3 separate regions of the Mus musculus genome follow, and regions 1 and 2 are each linked to region 3. The links are chromatin contacts, called in public Hi-C and Micro-C maps. All regions are on one chromosome and are shown on one strand. Each heading gives the region's core, a stretch centred on a gene start, on an enhancer-like site or on the middle of the called end of the contact. The rest is flanking DNA. Distances are from core to core; before and after follow the strand shown. Region 1 overlaps Rabgap1l (RAB GTPase activating protein 1-like). Region 2 overlaps Rabgap1l (RAB GTPase activating protein 1-like). Region 3 holds the start of Gpr52 (G protein-coupled receptor 52).

Region 1 (4,316 bases), core at 1,325-3,824, 140 kb after region 3:
TCTCTCCTTTGGTTGTTTTGGAAAATATAAAGTACCATACCATTAATTCTCAGTCACTTGGACATAAATGGTAAAACTACAATTACATTATCTTGGGATAATAATCCTATACTACACTTTGCAGCAAAAAGACCTTGAAAGTTCAGATTCCCTTAAATAGTAAGACCCATCACCTTAGTTCAGTGATCTCTGATGCATTCCTCTTTCCCTGGCTTATAAATAAAAATACTGCCACCAGTCAGCAGTGTGACATTTGAGAAGCACCTAACTATTACCCTTGGACCTCTGATTTTTCATCTAGAAAATGAGATAGGTAAAACAGAAACTTTAATTCCTCCAGCAATAAAACTACACATTTTTTATCAAGCCCTATTAGTAATTTCCAAAATTATACTTCATAAAAACACATAAGACTTTTTATGAACACTATGAAAGTATTATTAGGAATAAATATGTCAGGAAATATGATAGGTATTATTAGTAACATTATACCTAATGTCAATATTATATGGTTCTCTGAGGATTTCAGAGCTTTCAACTTTCGTTAATTAATTCCGTGAGCAAGGCAGGAAAGGAAACTGCTGTCTCACCTGTATTCTCAATGAGTGCACAGGCCACAGGCGAGAGAAGTAGTAAACAAGCAATCACTGTCAGATACGGTAAGTTCTAGGATGACAGTGTATCATGTGCATGTGTATGTTTTGTAGGGGTTATATGCTCATGGTGGTAGATTTCCTTGAGCTGCAGTTCAGGTGGTTGTATGCCACCTGATATGGGTGTTGAGAATAAAACTCAGGGCTTCTGCAAAGAGAAGCAGGCTCTTAAAAGCCAGCCAGCTCTCCAACACTCGCCTGCTTGTTTGATTGTCTGTTTGTTGTTGAGATAGGGTATCATGTATTCCAGGCTGACTCAGACCTGCTATGTACATTGAATCTATAGATTGCTTTTGGTAGGATGCTATTTTTATGATGTTAATTCTACCAAGCCATGAGCATGGGAGAACTCTCCATTTTCTGCCCTACTAAATTAAAATAGTATTATTAGGTTTTTTTCTCTCCCCTCAGAAGGTTCCAAATATTTTTTGTAAATACTTTTTTCCCTCTTCAATGCTTCCATTAAGGTGGTTGAAGAGATATTTCAGCATCTAAGAGCAAATGCCACTCCATCCAGCCAACCGGAGTTCAGTTTTCAGCACCCACTTCAGATGGCTCACAATCACATGTAGCTCCAGCTCCAGGAGGGCTGATGTCCTCCCAAGGGTACAGACACACACATGACAGACATGTGGACATATACATAAGCCCTTTTTAAAAGATTCTATTAAAAATAAGGATAAAATGTTATTAACTAAGCAATGTTTTATTAGTAAAATAAAAACAATTTTACTCTTTCTGTAAGTATATAAATGTATTCCTAATTTATCTGCCCTAAAAGGTCCCACAGATGTCAAAGAGAAAGGCTTTGGAAAGAAAAGCAAGGTGCTCTCGTTCACTGCTGCCTTATTAACAAGCCATGTTTCTTACCAAGGTAAATACTATTCTGTAGTACCATGCCAAAAGAAATAAGAAAAAAACACTTTGTGGCTCTTGCTTTGGTATAAACAAGTCTATATATGAGAAACCTGGAATGAGATAGACACATAGTAAAAACCGACCAGCAGGAAGTTGTTACCTTATCAGTTTCATGACACTTACGGCTATCTAAAATAATTACTTGGGTTCTGCTGGCTTGTCTGTTTTGCTCCCTCAGAAAAGTATTAGAAGCTTTATCTGTGGGACTGGCTAATATTAGAAACTAGTCCGATTAATCTGTCAACCGAGATCCAATAATGGCATAGAGCACACAATACTCTGAACAGGAAAGGTATACTACAAAGAAATTCTTCAAGACTGGAGAGATGCCTCAGAAAATTAACAGCACATATTGTTTTTCCAGAGGACTCAAGTCTGACTCTCAGCATCCACAACCACCTGTAATTCTAGCCACAGGGAAACCAACTCCTCTAGCCTCTGAGAGCACCTACACCTCTGTGCATATATCCCTATATAAGCACATAGACATAATTAAAAATTATTTTAAAAAGTTAAAATTTTAAAAAGAATCATTTACTGTAGTAGGAGGATAAAGGGAAAGTATCCCAAGTAAAAATAAAATTGAAAAGGATGGGGAAGATTTTTTTTCCTGACATTCAGATCATCCTATACAGGCAAAAGTAATTGCAGCCCTTTGGATAGCAAAGCTTGCTGTACCCTCCAGGTAAGTCAATAAGCTGGCGGCTAGGTGTGCCAGCAGAAAAGCAAAGAAAATCAAGATTTCTGATGCCAACACATATCCAATGTGGTACAGAGCCCAGAGCACACTATGTCCATATTGAGAGGTTAGCATGGTTGGCTGACTGTGACAAAACCAAAGGCATGAGACCATGGAGAGACTGCATGCATGTACAACTAGCATCCAGCATCATTCCCAGATCTGTGGCAAAAACAAGAAAAATAATCACAGCACATCAGAAGGGGAACACACTTTCTCCCTGAAGTGTCCCTCCAGCACCCTCTACTGCCACTGTTGAATATTGTGTTTTCTGGAAAAGGAGAACTGTCTAAAGTTCCATGAATCAGGTATGAGAGATTTGGAGACAAGAATAAACTGACAAATGACATATAGAATACTATAAAGATTTCACAGTTTACACAAATATTTAAACCAATAAATTGAGAAATGTGTACTATAACATAGTAGGATGCTGTTTACCAAAAAAAAAAAAAAAAAAAAATTAAAAGAGGTCTGAGGTCTGCAGATTTTGTTAATGTCAATTTCTTACTTGTGATACTGAACTATAGCTATGCAAGGGTTTCCACTGGTGAGAATTGGATACCTGCACATGAAACCTCTTTGTAATGTTGATACAATTTCCTCTAAATCTATACATTTTCAAACTAAGGATTGTTTTCTAGTTTACTCCACCAAGCAGGGGAGCACAGACTCTTAATCCCATTGGTCATAGGCAAAGGCAGATGAATCTTTGTTAGTTCAAGGCCAACCTGGTCTACACTATAAGTTCCTAGCCAACCAGGGATAGATAGTAAGACCTATTTCAAATGGCAATCCAAAACAAACAAACAAATTATCAACAATAAAATGAACTCTTAAGACATTAATCAGCATATAAGAATACATTACATAAGCCAGGCGTGGTGGCACAATCCTAGTTGTAGGCAAAGAAAAGCATAGACTGAGAGTAAAGGGCTAGAAAAAATGTGGGGGGGGGGGGGAGACGGAGACACAGAGAGAGAGAGAGAGAGAGAGAGAGAGAGAGAGAGAGAGAACACAAAATATGAGCAACAATAGCAATAATTTCAGAGAAAGTAAACATCGAGAAGATGTAAAGAGTTAATGAAGTTCATTATTGATAAAAGGGCCAAGTCAACAAGAGGCAACACATGTAACCGTGTTTTCCAAACACATAAAAGTACGCATTGTTAAATATAAAGGGAGAAGGATACTTAAGTATAGTAAATGGGTCAGACTTGAACTTTTCTATGTGGACAAATCATTTAAAAAGAAAATCCACAAGCAAACATGTAAACTGAGTCATGGAACAAAGCAATCAGACAATGAATATACTGAAAACATTTCATACAATAGCTGTTGAGTATACATTTTTATCAGCATTCAGAAGGCTGAGACAGGAGAATTCCTGTAAGTTTAAAGCTATCCTGATCTACACAGTGAGTCCCAAGTCAGGCAGTGCGACAGGAAGTGAAAGAATGTGTTTCAAAGACACAAACAAGAGAGTGATATAGGTAAAGGCAAAAAAACTTCCTGAATATGACTCTAACAGTCCAACACATACCAGCATGGATTATACATGAGACTATATAAAAATTAAATACAAATTAAATCAAAATTAAAAATGATTACCAACATAAAGAGACTGCCTACAAGCTGAGAGAAAACCTTTGCCACATATTTGTCTGGCAGGGAATAATGTACAGCACTACTGTCTTCCAAGCTCCCATCATAATGACCCAGTAAGCTCCTCTATGGTGTTCAATTGTGTTCTGACTCCAACATTCAAAGTCTTCCACATTTCTCAGAAACACAACACAGTCAGGTCTGTCACAGCAATAGCCCACTCTGATAACAGCATTGGTATTATTTACTTTTGTGACACTGTAATGAACCACCAGGACTAAGGCAACTTAAAGAACAAAGAGTTTATTTGGTCTTATGACTCTAGAGAGCTAATTCTGTGATTATGCAGTGAAGGCATTGCAGTAGTAGAGGGGAGCTGTGAGCTCATAGCTTGAACCAGA
Region 2 (4,268 bases), core at 960-3,459, 170 kb before region 3:
AAGATCATAAAATAACAGTTTCTCAACACTGCACATTAAGACTGCACGCTTTTGAATGGAGAGATTAGTTGTGGATAAATCACTCTAACATCAGAGGGCTGCAGAGCTGCAGCTCTGACCTGAATGCATCCATCCAAACTCTTTAGGGAAGTAAACTCAAATCAATGTGATGAGTGGCAGTAAGGGTTACCGGTACCAGAGTGCGATTCCAGCATCCCACCCCTGCTCAGGGAAGGACATAAAGGACTTCCTGTTCCCTCTTCCAGTTCCAATTAAATGAAACAGATATACCCCATCCCTCCTGAGGTATTTGCAAATGGGATAGAAAGAACCCAACCTGGGGCTCCTGGAAGAAACAACTGACGGGTGGGTACAGGGGGTTCCTCTCAGCACCTGGCCCCATGGGGCTCCACCAAGTGGAGGGGAGGACCCTGGGAACTCTCTCTGACCCAAGTGTTATGCAGCATTTATATGCAGGTCAATAAATTACAGCAATAAATAGCAAGGTGAGGTAGGGGAGGGGTCCCTGGTAGAAAGCTAAAGTAAGGTGACTGAAGCTGCAGGTTTCCTAGGAAGGGGCCCTGGGCAGCACGGATCCAAAGCTCCCACCCTTTCCTGGGCTGGAATGTCAGACTGAGGTCAGGTCCCTCTCTATCCCTCATTCCTGGCACCCATTTCAGTTTCAGTATCATTGGCCCCATCGTGACTGGGGAAAGGAAGACCTTGGCCCCTTTAGTAGAGCACAGTAGGGCTTTGAAAGCCTGTCCATTCTTTACAGGTCTTGCTCTGGCTTCTGCCTTCATTCATAGCACTTGCTCCCTGAGGCCTTCCCTCCCGGCTGCCCAGGGTTTCCCCTACTCAGGAAGGCAGCAGTCTGCCTGCTGACAGACAGCCCAGCAGATTGCACTCCTGCACAAAGACCTGAGGTCCAGTAGATACTGACAGTGTGGGCAGCAGGTGGGGACCTGACTTCTCTCAGTGTTGATGTACAGAAAACACACTTCCTGGGCCACATGAGGTCAGGAGTCACAGTTGAGGTGTATGGCTATGCTGCAAGTCTGAGAATCTGACATGTTCATCTTTTCCTTTTTACAATCTTGGAAGAGCCCTTAAGCTCAGTCTGGAGGGAATGGGCATTGGCAGAGCTGGGCCTGCTCCGCTAGCTTGCCCTAAGTCTGAGAAATAAATACATTCATCGCTGCACAAAAACTGATACAAAAACAACACTGTTGAGAGTGGTTGCATCATCTGTTAGTAAGGACCAGACTCCACTGAGCTTCATAAAGCTACCTGCTTTTTTGCTTGAGTGACTCACAGTAACACAACTCATGGGCAGGGCCAATATCCATGCCTTGGGTTCAGCTAAGAAGCCTGGGGGGCTGGTCAGCATGGTGCATGCTCTTTGGTGGCAGCTGAGCTTGAAGAGGTTCCCCCAAAAATAGGGACATTTTTTTTTTTTAATGTAACACAGTACTCTGATGAACCGCTGGTTTTCCTGGATGGAAACATTCTAAATTGGCAAAGTTTTTACTGATATAGGTTTACATGTTCTTTTCAGGCAAAATCATAGTAAACACAATGATGTAAGACTGCATGCTCCCAATATCTATCTATCTATCTATCTATCTATCTATCTATCTATCTATCTATCTATCTATCTATCTATCTATCTATCTAACTATCTATCTATCTACCCATCCATCCACAAGTCAGGGATAGCTGAAATCTGTAGCCTCTGTCCCGTGAAGCATAATAATTACCTACTCCACTTTCAGAAGGCAAAACAAAAAAGACCTTATGGATATTTTCAATTGAGCAATATAATTAAAGGGGCAAACCATGAGTTCTGGTTCAATGAAGCATGGATAGTCATTTGCTAACTTCCTGATATAGTTTAGCACACTCACACTGATACCATAAACTGAGAGACAGAGACAGTTTCTTTTATAGAAACCCAGGAGAGAAAGCATCCATGGAAAAGGGGAGGATCATTAAGCCACTCATACTAAAAGAGCTTTTCCAAGAAATGCTGTTCTCACATCAAGAAATTATACTGGAAATCACAGGTCTGCCTTCCAGAGAGAGGAGGTGTTCCTTTTTTAAGAAAAGATGGAAGAATTAGTTCAGTTAATTAGTCTGAGCTCTATGAAACAACCTGGAAAGGAAAATATGACAGGAGTGGTATAGAACGAAGCACAAAGGCCTAATTAGTAAAGGATACCATAGAAACTAGACTATCCTGGTAGCTGGAAAATGTCTGTAACTGTGGGGAAAGGCACTAGAAGTCCTGTTCAATCCATTTCTATCTACACATAGTAAATTCAGCTTAATACTCCGCAGTTTGAGTCTGTCCGTCCCTAGGCCAAAGCTTCAGAGGGAACCTATTACAGTCCAGCTCTGCTGCCCGTTAGCTTGGTAAGTAAGTGCCTCAGCGTCTCTCTGTATAAGACTCCTAAGTACATAAACGAGGGACACTGGGGAAGAATGGCAGGAGGATTTGTCAAATGTTATATTTTTTGACTCCCATCCTGGAATAAGGAGTAAGGAAATCCAATATGGATGTGATCATCCCTCATATGTTTTAGTTCATTACATACCACTATGCAGGTTTTAACAGTGTAAAACTAGCTTCAGGAAACACTGGTCGTGTGTATGTCTGTGTGTCTGTGCACTTATGTTACTGGAGATGAACCCAGGGCCTTTTTTTATGCTAGATAAGAACTCTACCATGGAGCTATACCACCAGCCTCATTTATGCTTATCTTACTTTAGTTTCCTTATTTTATTTTATTTTATTGTATTTTTTTATTGAGACAGGTATTCTCTCTGTAGCCCTGGCTGCACCAGAAGTAATTTTGTATACCAGGCAGGCCTCGAACTCAGAGATCCTACTGCATCTGCCTCCCAGTGCTGGATTGAAGGTGTGCAACAACCACTGCCCAGCTCATTTCTGCATTTTTAATTAAGAAAAGTAAATTAAAGGAAGAAAAAGGTCCTCCCCACCTAACTTTAACATGTATGCCTACTTTTCCCAGATGTTCTACCAGAAAGGTTTTTATTCAATGCAGACTCACTCATCAATACATCTCAGGAGCTTTATTTTAAAGAATATATTGCATATTCAACTACTTATTATCTCTAATTTCCCAGTCTATGCAAGACATCATGTGTGTCTGTGTTAAATATGTGATGTATGTACACAGTATGCATGCACATGCATACATAGGTGCCTATGCTGTGCATGTATGTGCAGAAGTCAGAGGAGGAACCTGGTGTCCTACTCTGTAGCACTCTGCTTTATTCCTTTGAGATGAGGTCTCTTACTGAATCTGGACCTCTTCCTGTCTCCATGCCCCACATGCCAGGGTTAGAGATGTACACTGCCAAGGCCAGCTTTGTATATGAATGCTAAGATCAAAACTCAGGTGCTCCTACCTGTGCAGGAAGCACTCATGCCCTTTGAGCCATCTCTCCAGCCCCACCATCCCTTGACCCCTGCTGATAGGCCTTTGCCCTTGCCTCCTTGTTTCTGTTCTTGGAACTCCAGTCATTCCCCTACTACTGTATGGGGAGTAGTCTGAGTAGCCCCCCTTTAAAAAAATGCTGGATATGGTGGCATGCACCTCTAGTCCCAAGCATTCAAGTGGCCCGGCTGAAGCAGAAAGCTTGCTTGAACACAGACGTTCTGGGACATTACAGGCAATACAGCAAGTTGAGAAGAGAGGAGAGAGACAGGGACAGGAGAAAGAGAAAGGATGGGAGAGAAGATCAGATCAATATTTTTCTGCTCAAAGTCCTTTACCGTTTCTATTTTTAACTTACATTTTATAAGCTCATTACATCAGAATCTAAGGTTGACTTAATTTACTGTTCATGTATAGTTTATGTTCAAAAGAATGAATGAGCTGGGCTTGGTGGCGCACGCCTTTAATCCCAGCACTTGGGAGGCAGAGGCAGGCGGATTTCTGAGTTCGAGGCCAGCCTGGTCTACAGAGTGAGTTCCAGGACAGCCAGGGCTACACAGAGAAACCCTGTCTCAAAAAAACAAAAAAACAAAACAAAACAAAAAAAGAATGAATGAAAATATTAGAAGGGGATGGATGGAGGTGTTAGAGGTAACAGGAAGTGTCACAGGGATGCCCACTATTAGAAATAAGGGTCAGTCTTTGGAGAGACCAGTAAAGGTTTCTCTTTCTTTCTCTCTCTCCCTCTCCATGTCTCTCTCTGTCTGTCTCTCTCTCTGTGTCTCTCTCTGTGTCTCTGTGTCT
Region 3 (4,129 bases), core at 1,497-3,996:
CCATGGCGTAGCGACGGTCAGGGCTGTGCCCTGCTTCCCTAGAGGCCTCTACCTCGTGACTAGGGAATCTGGCCCTCCGGTCATTTATCTCTTTGGTGTGCTGCCGGCAAATTTTGAAAATGTGAAAGTAAGTGAAGCAGACAACCAAGGCAGCAGGAGCATAAAGTAAACAAACAATAAAGCAAGTAAAATAGGCACTGGTAAGCCAAGATGTGGCACACCATTCAAAAATGTCACCATGGTAACCAGGTTTGCCCCAGCCAAAAAAGGAAGGCAAGAAAATTAGGCAGGAGTAAATCCAAATCATAATAATGCAAATTCTCAGGCGACAAGGAGTGACCAGTTGATTGTAGGATAGAGGCTTGGTTATTGCAAGATATCGATCCACACTGATGCAAGCAAGACATGCCATAGACACGCTTTTTAGAACTGAAATAATATATCCAAACACCTGGCAAGTCAATGACTCATGGACACCTGTAGAGTAATGAAGAAGGGACAGAGTAGGAACCAAGCAGGTAACTCCAACGAGGAGGTCAGCGTATGCCATGGTCTGTATAAAGTAGCTGGTAGTATAATGGTGTAACAGCGGAGCACAGTGAAAGACAAAGATGACTGTTAAATTCCCAGAGATGATCAGAAATGTCAGCAAGACAATGACAACTGTCTCAAAGATGCAGACATCCTCCACACTGTAGTGACCAAATCCAAGAGGGCAGGAGTGGTGCTCGGACACATTCACAATGCTACTGCTCATGTTCAGGATCCTCCATTCAGTCCACCTGGATTCATTCATGGCTTGAAATTAAGGGAGTTTGCAGCTTTGGCTCCAACAAGCAGGTGCCCGGGCCAGCATCTGTTAAACTCTGCAAATCAGTGTCTCAGAACCTGCTTCAGTAGAAAGTGCCAGTGCCTGTATTACAGCTGAGCATCCCACAGTGTGCTCAGGTTTCTTCATCAGCCTTAGTTCACCAGTGGCACATCTCAGCTTTGGGGGATAAGGGAGGAGGGTGAGCTAGAAAGGTGAAAAGAGGTCTCTGGTTAGCTCCCTCCCATGCGTGCAAGCAACTTTTGCAGATACAGGCACTTCTACAGAAAATAGATTTATTAGCTAGTACTATGAAATTTAATTTGTAAAAAAAAAAAAATCAGGGGAAGAAATGTTTCTCTTAAGAGAAAGTTTCTTAGAAATCAATTAGAATGAAAAATGAAAGAAACAATCCTAAATTGCCTGAGATCTTTTGCTTCTACTGTGATGAGCTGTGATGAAAACCACTCATATTTTATAATTTAAATAATTAAGATCTTAGTTTTAGATGGAAAGCCAAGAAAAAGTTCATGACAGAGTGTCCTTGGTCTCGGAGGTTCACATCTGATGCGGATGGGAAAACTTTAGGAGCCATTTCTCTTACATTTTTTAAAAGGTAAGAACAACAATTCTGTCAAGTCTAATTCCAAAAGATTCATTTGTGTGGACACAATGAAATACACTGGCAGTAAAAGTCAGGCTCCAGATTTCTATATAATGCTTATGAAAATAAAATGTAATTTCCAGTGGGGAATATATTACACAATGAAACAGTGTGATAACACCTAAAACTAAAAAATAGGGAAAACTTCTGAAGTCCTGATTCTGTATTTGTTCTTTAAACATTTATATGAAAACAGCTTTATACCACCCCAGTTGTTGGTGCTGCTAACAGCACTGTAATTTATATCTCTTCTATTTCAAAATAAAATCTTTGGTATTAACTTCAGCATCTATAACTGAGAATAACTTTCATTATTTAATATATTTCCTTATAGAAAAGCATAATAAAGTATATAGCTTGAAGTAACTCCTCACATTTGCAACAATGCCCAAATCTCATAAATATAGATGAAATTTACACCATAATGGAAACCACCCTGTACACTGAGGACATCTCACTAAAGATGCTGCTGTTATCTCTTTCTCAAGTCTTTCTAGCAGGCTTTATATTCCAATTTGTTAGACCTTTCTTACTTCCATTCGATGACTAACACATCCAATCATTACTTCAACTAAATATTTGAAAGTGGAAAATTACCTTGTTTTTTATATTTGCAGTTATTAACAGTCATATGTTAAGAAAATATCTTGTTTATTTCTGTATTCTATTTTAAGCAAAAGCACAATTAAAGCAGGGCCATCAGGTAGTTTGGGAAATAGTCTTGTTTTAAAATACCTCAAAACATCAAGATGGATTTAAATCCTGGACTTTGACATACTGCGATTGTGGCAGGGCAGAATCCATCCGAAAGGCTTCCAAGGTCATTCTGGCACCGTGTTAACATTTGCCAAAGTCTTTCCCCCAAGTATAAACAATTCAGGGAGTCTCTTGTCACTCTTTGTTGTCACAGCTTTTGAAGAACTAGCATGCACTAGAAATGAAAACCTTTCCTTCAGGAACAATGTAGCAGCTTAACAGAAAGCATTCTTCTCAAAGTTATTGTCTCGTGCAGCAACACATCATTCAGGCAGTCCTTTTCTGTCAGCCACGGGCTAGTCCTCCTTGGACATGCTGAGTTCCACTTATCAGAAAATAGTTCTCGTTACAGGAATAAGGTGATGCTTCTCATGGACATTCACTCTGATCGGCTGCGAGACTGGGTTGCTAGATTCAGAAGTCCGATTTACTGTGATGCAGCTATCGGGAAGCTGCCGGGAGATTCTTTACAGTTTCTCAGTCTTGCTGCCTCCACCTGAGCCACTGTCTGCTGCTGCTGCTCTTCCTCCTCCCCCTCCCCTTCCTCCTCCTCCTCCTCCTGAGCTGATGGAGAAGAACTCACCATCAGAAAGGTGACTCGGTCCTCCTGCCCCAATCTACAGCACAGCCAATGGCTACTGCAGCTGAAACTGTCACTAGGTAACAGTTGCCAGGCACATGCAGGCTTATAGACTTACTCTGCGATCTCGAATCAAAATTGACAAAAGAAGACAATGAAACTGACCAATCCTCATAATATGTAAACGGTACTTAAGGACTTGTGGAGGCATTCCCCTTAAAGCATTTGCAGAAATTATTTCTTATGAATAGTACTAGGGGAACAAAACTGGCATATCCCTTTAAACCTTGTAGAGAAACTACCACAAGGTACTATGACACTAAAAGTCAGCAGTAATATAATACTCTTTGGTAGAAAAAACATGAATTATTAAAAATCATTTAAGTCTCCCATGAACTAAATGATATAACTACTGTTTTTTCACTATAAAATGAACAGTCATATTTTTATTAGAAATTAAAAGTCAGCTAATCGTCTCTTCAGTACCTGCCACACCCACACGAATGTGCTGAGCTTAGCACACGGACCGGAACAACAGAACACTAGGATTGGACCATGACAGTGAAACCTGTCTGAAGAAATACCTGGGTCAAATATGATCTCAGAAGACAGGGAGCATCAGAATAAACAGAAACACTTAGTCTATGTGTATCTTACTACACTAAAGATGTCAGAGCTAAAGAAATTCATCCCACCGTGCTTGAATTACATATATTTAAGTTAGTAGAACAAAGTAAATATTTACACAAGTATTTAATGTATATTAAAACAGTTTTATTTAGGTTTACATACTACATTCATTTATTTTAAGCCTCTCTCTCATAGTTCAATACATTTGAAAAAAAAACTACTAAACAAATTTTACAATTGTTATAGGATTAAAAACAAATCAGGAAAATAAAAATACAAATGGAAGGCAATACTTGTTAAAAACATGTCCTATAGGCCAAAAATTTTGCAATGGGCTTTTATACATTGTTTATCTGCCTCAGTACAGGGAAATGCTAGGGCCAAGAAGTGGGAGTAGGTGGGTGGGGGAAGCCTGTGGGGGACTTTTGGGATAGCATTGGAAATGTAAAAGAAATAAATACCCAATTTAAAAAAAAATTCTTAAATCTCAAGCCTGAGATGGCTCAGCAGGTAACAGGCACTTGTCACGAACCACTGTGACACTCCACCATGACGTTGTGGAAGGACAGAACTGACTCCACAGGTTTTCCACTGGCATCCACATGTGCACCCTAGCACAAGCCTGTCATGGGAGCTAGAGGGCACCTCTCCTCCTCCCTCCTCTCCTCTCTCCCTCCTTCCCTCCTTCCTT

What was found. Hi-C and Micro-C count contacts between places; a contact is called where the count stands out from the background.
Region 1: a contact with region 3 is called in a Micro-C map of the G1E-ER4 cell line, with 5 times the contacts expected there. The contact joins the enhancer-like site here to the promoter of Gpr52 in region 3. A contact is called at or near these places in 1 of 39 promoter capture datasets (embryonic stem cells), 9 of 15 datasets of contacts at CTCF or cohesin (CD8 T cells, the G1E-ER4 cell line, the NIH/3T3 cell line and 4 more), 204 of 484 Hi-C or Micro-C datasets (3T3-L1-derived adipocytes, the AML12 cell line, the AtT-20 cell line and 92 more), 24 of 115 datasets of contacts at active chromatin or transcription factors (the 230-238 cell line, astrocytes, a beta-TC-6 cell line and 10 more) and 4 of 9 other capture datasets (adipose tissue, embryonic stem cells, liver and 1 more).
Region 2: a Hi-C map of cortical neurons shows a contact between it and region 3, with 2.8 times the contacts expected there. The contact joins the enhancer-like site here to the promoter of Gpr52 in region 3. A contact is called at or near these places in 3 of 15 datasets of contacts at CTCF or cohesin (the NIH/3T3 cell line and large pre-B cells), 56 of 484 Hi-C or Micro-C datasets (the AML12 cell line, the C10 cell line, the C2C12 cell line and 32 more), 8 of 115 datasets of contacts at active chromatin or transcription factors (the NIH/3T3 cell line, astrocytes, bone marrow-derived dendritic cells and 3 more) and 3 of 9 other capture datasets (adipose tissue, macrophages and pancreatic islet).

The regions. Positions count from the first base shown.
Region 1 is chr1:160,712,372-160,716,687 of GRCm38.p6, forward strand. The region is part of intron 7 of Rabgap1l (RAB GTPase activating protein 1-like); the gene reads right to left. Among named protein-coding and RNA genes, the nearest start is that of Gm23528, 69 kb to the left of the region's middle. Within about 2 kb of position 2,575, at least 5 of the 459 cell types and tissues checked have an H3K27ac peak or open chromatin away from gene starts, as enhancers often do. A contact at or near this core is called in the G1E-ER4 cell line and rod photoreceptor, where this site is marked.
Region 2 is chr1:160,402,917-160,407,184 of GRCm38.p6, forward strand. All of the region lies in intron 17 of Rabgap1l (RAB GTPase activating protein 1-like), which reads right to left. Among named protein-coding and RNA genes, the nearest start is that of Mir1927, 110 kb to the left of the region's middle. Within about 2 kb of position 2,210, at least 2 of the 459 cell types and tissues checked have an H3K27ac peak or open chromatin away from gene starts, as enhancers often do. A contact at or near this core is called in the HL-1 cell line and cortical neurons, where this site is marked.
Region 3 is chr1:160,576,958-160,581,086 of GRCm38.p6, forward strand. Gpr52 (G protein-coupled receptor 52) reads right to left here and starts at 2,747. Exons shown (of 2, transcript NM_001146330.2): 1 at 2,208-2,747; 2 at 1-1,015. The coding sequence starts at 796. The region is part of intron 13 of Rabgap1l (RAB GTPase activating protein 1-like); the gene reads right to left.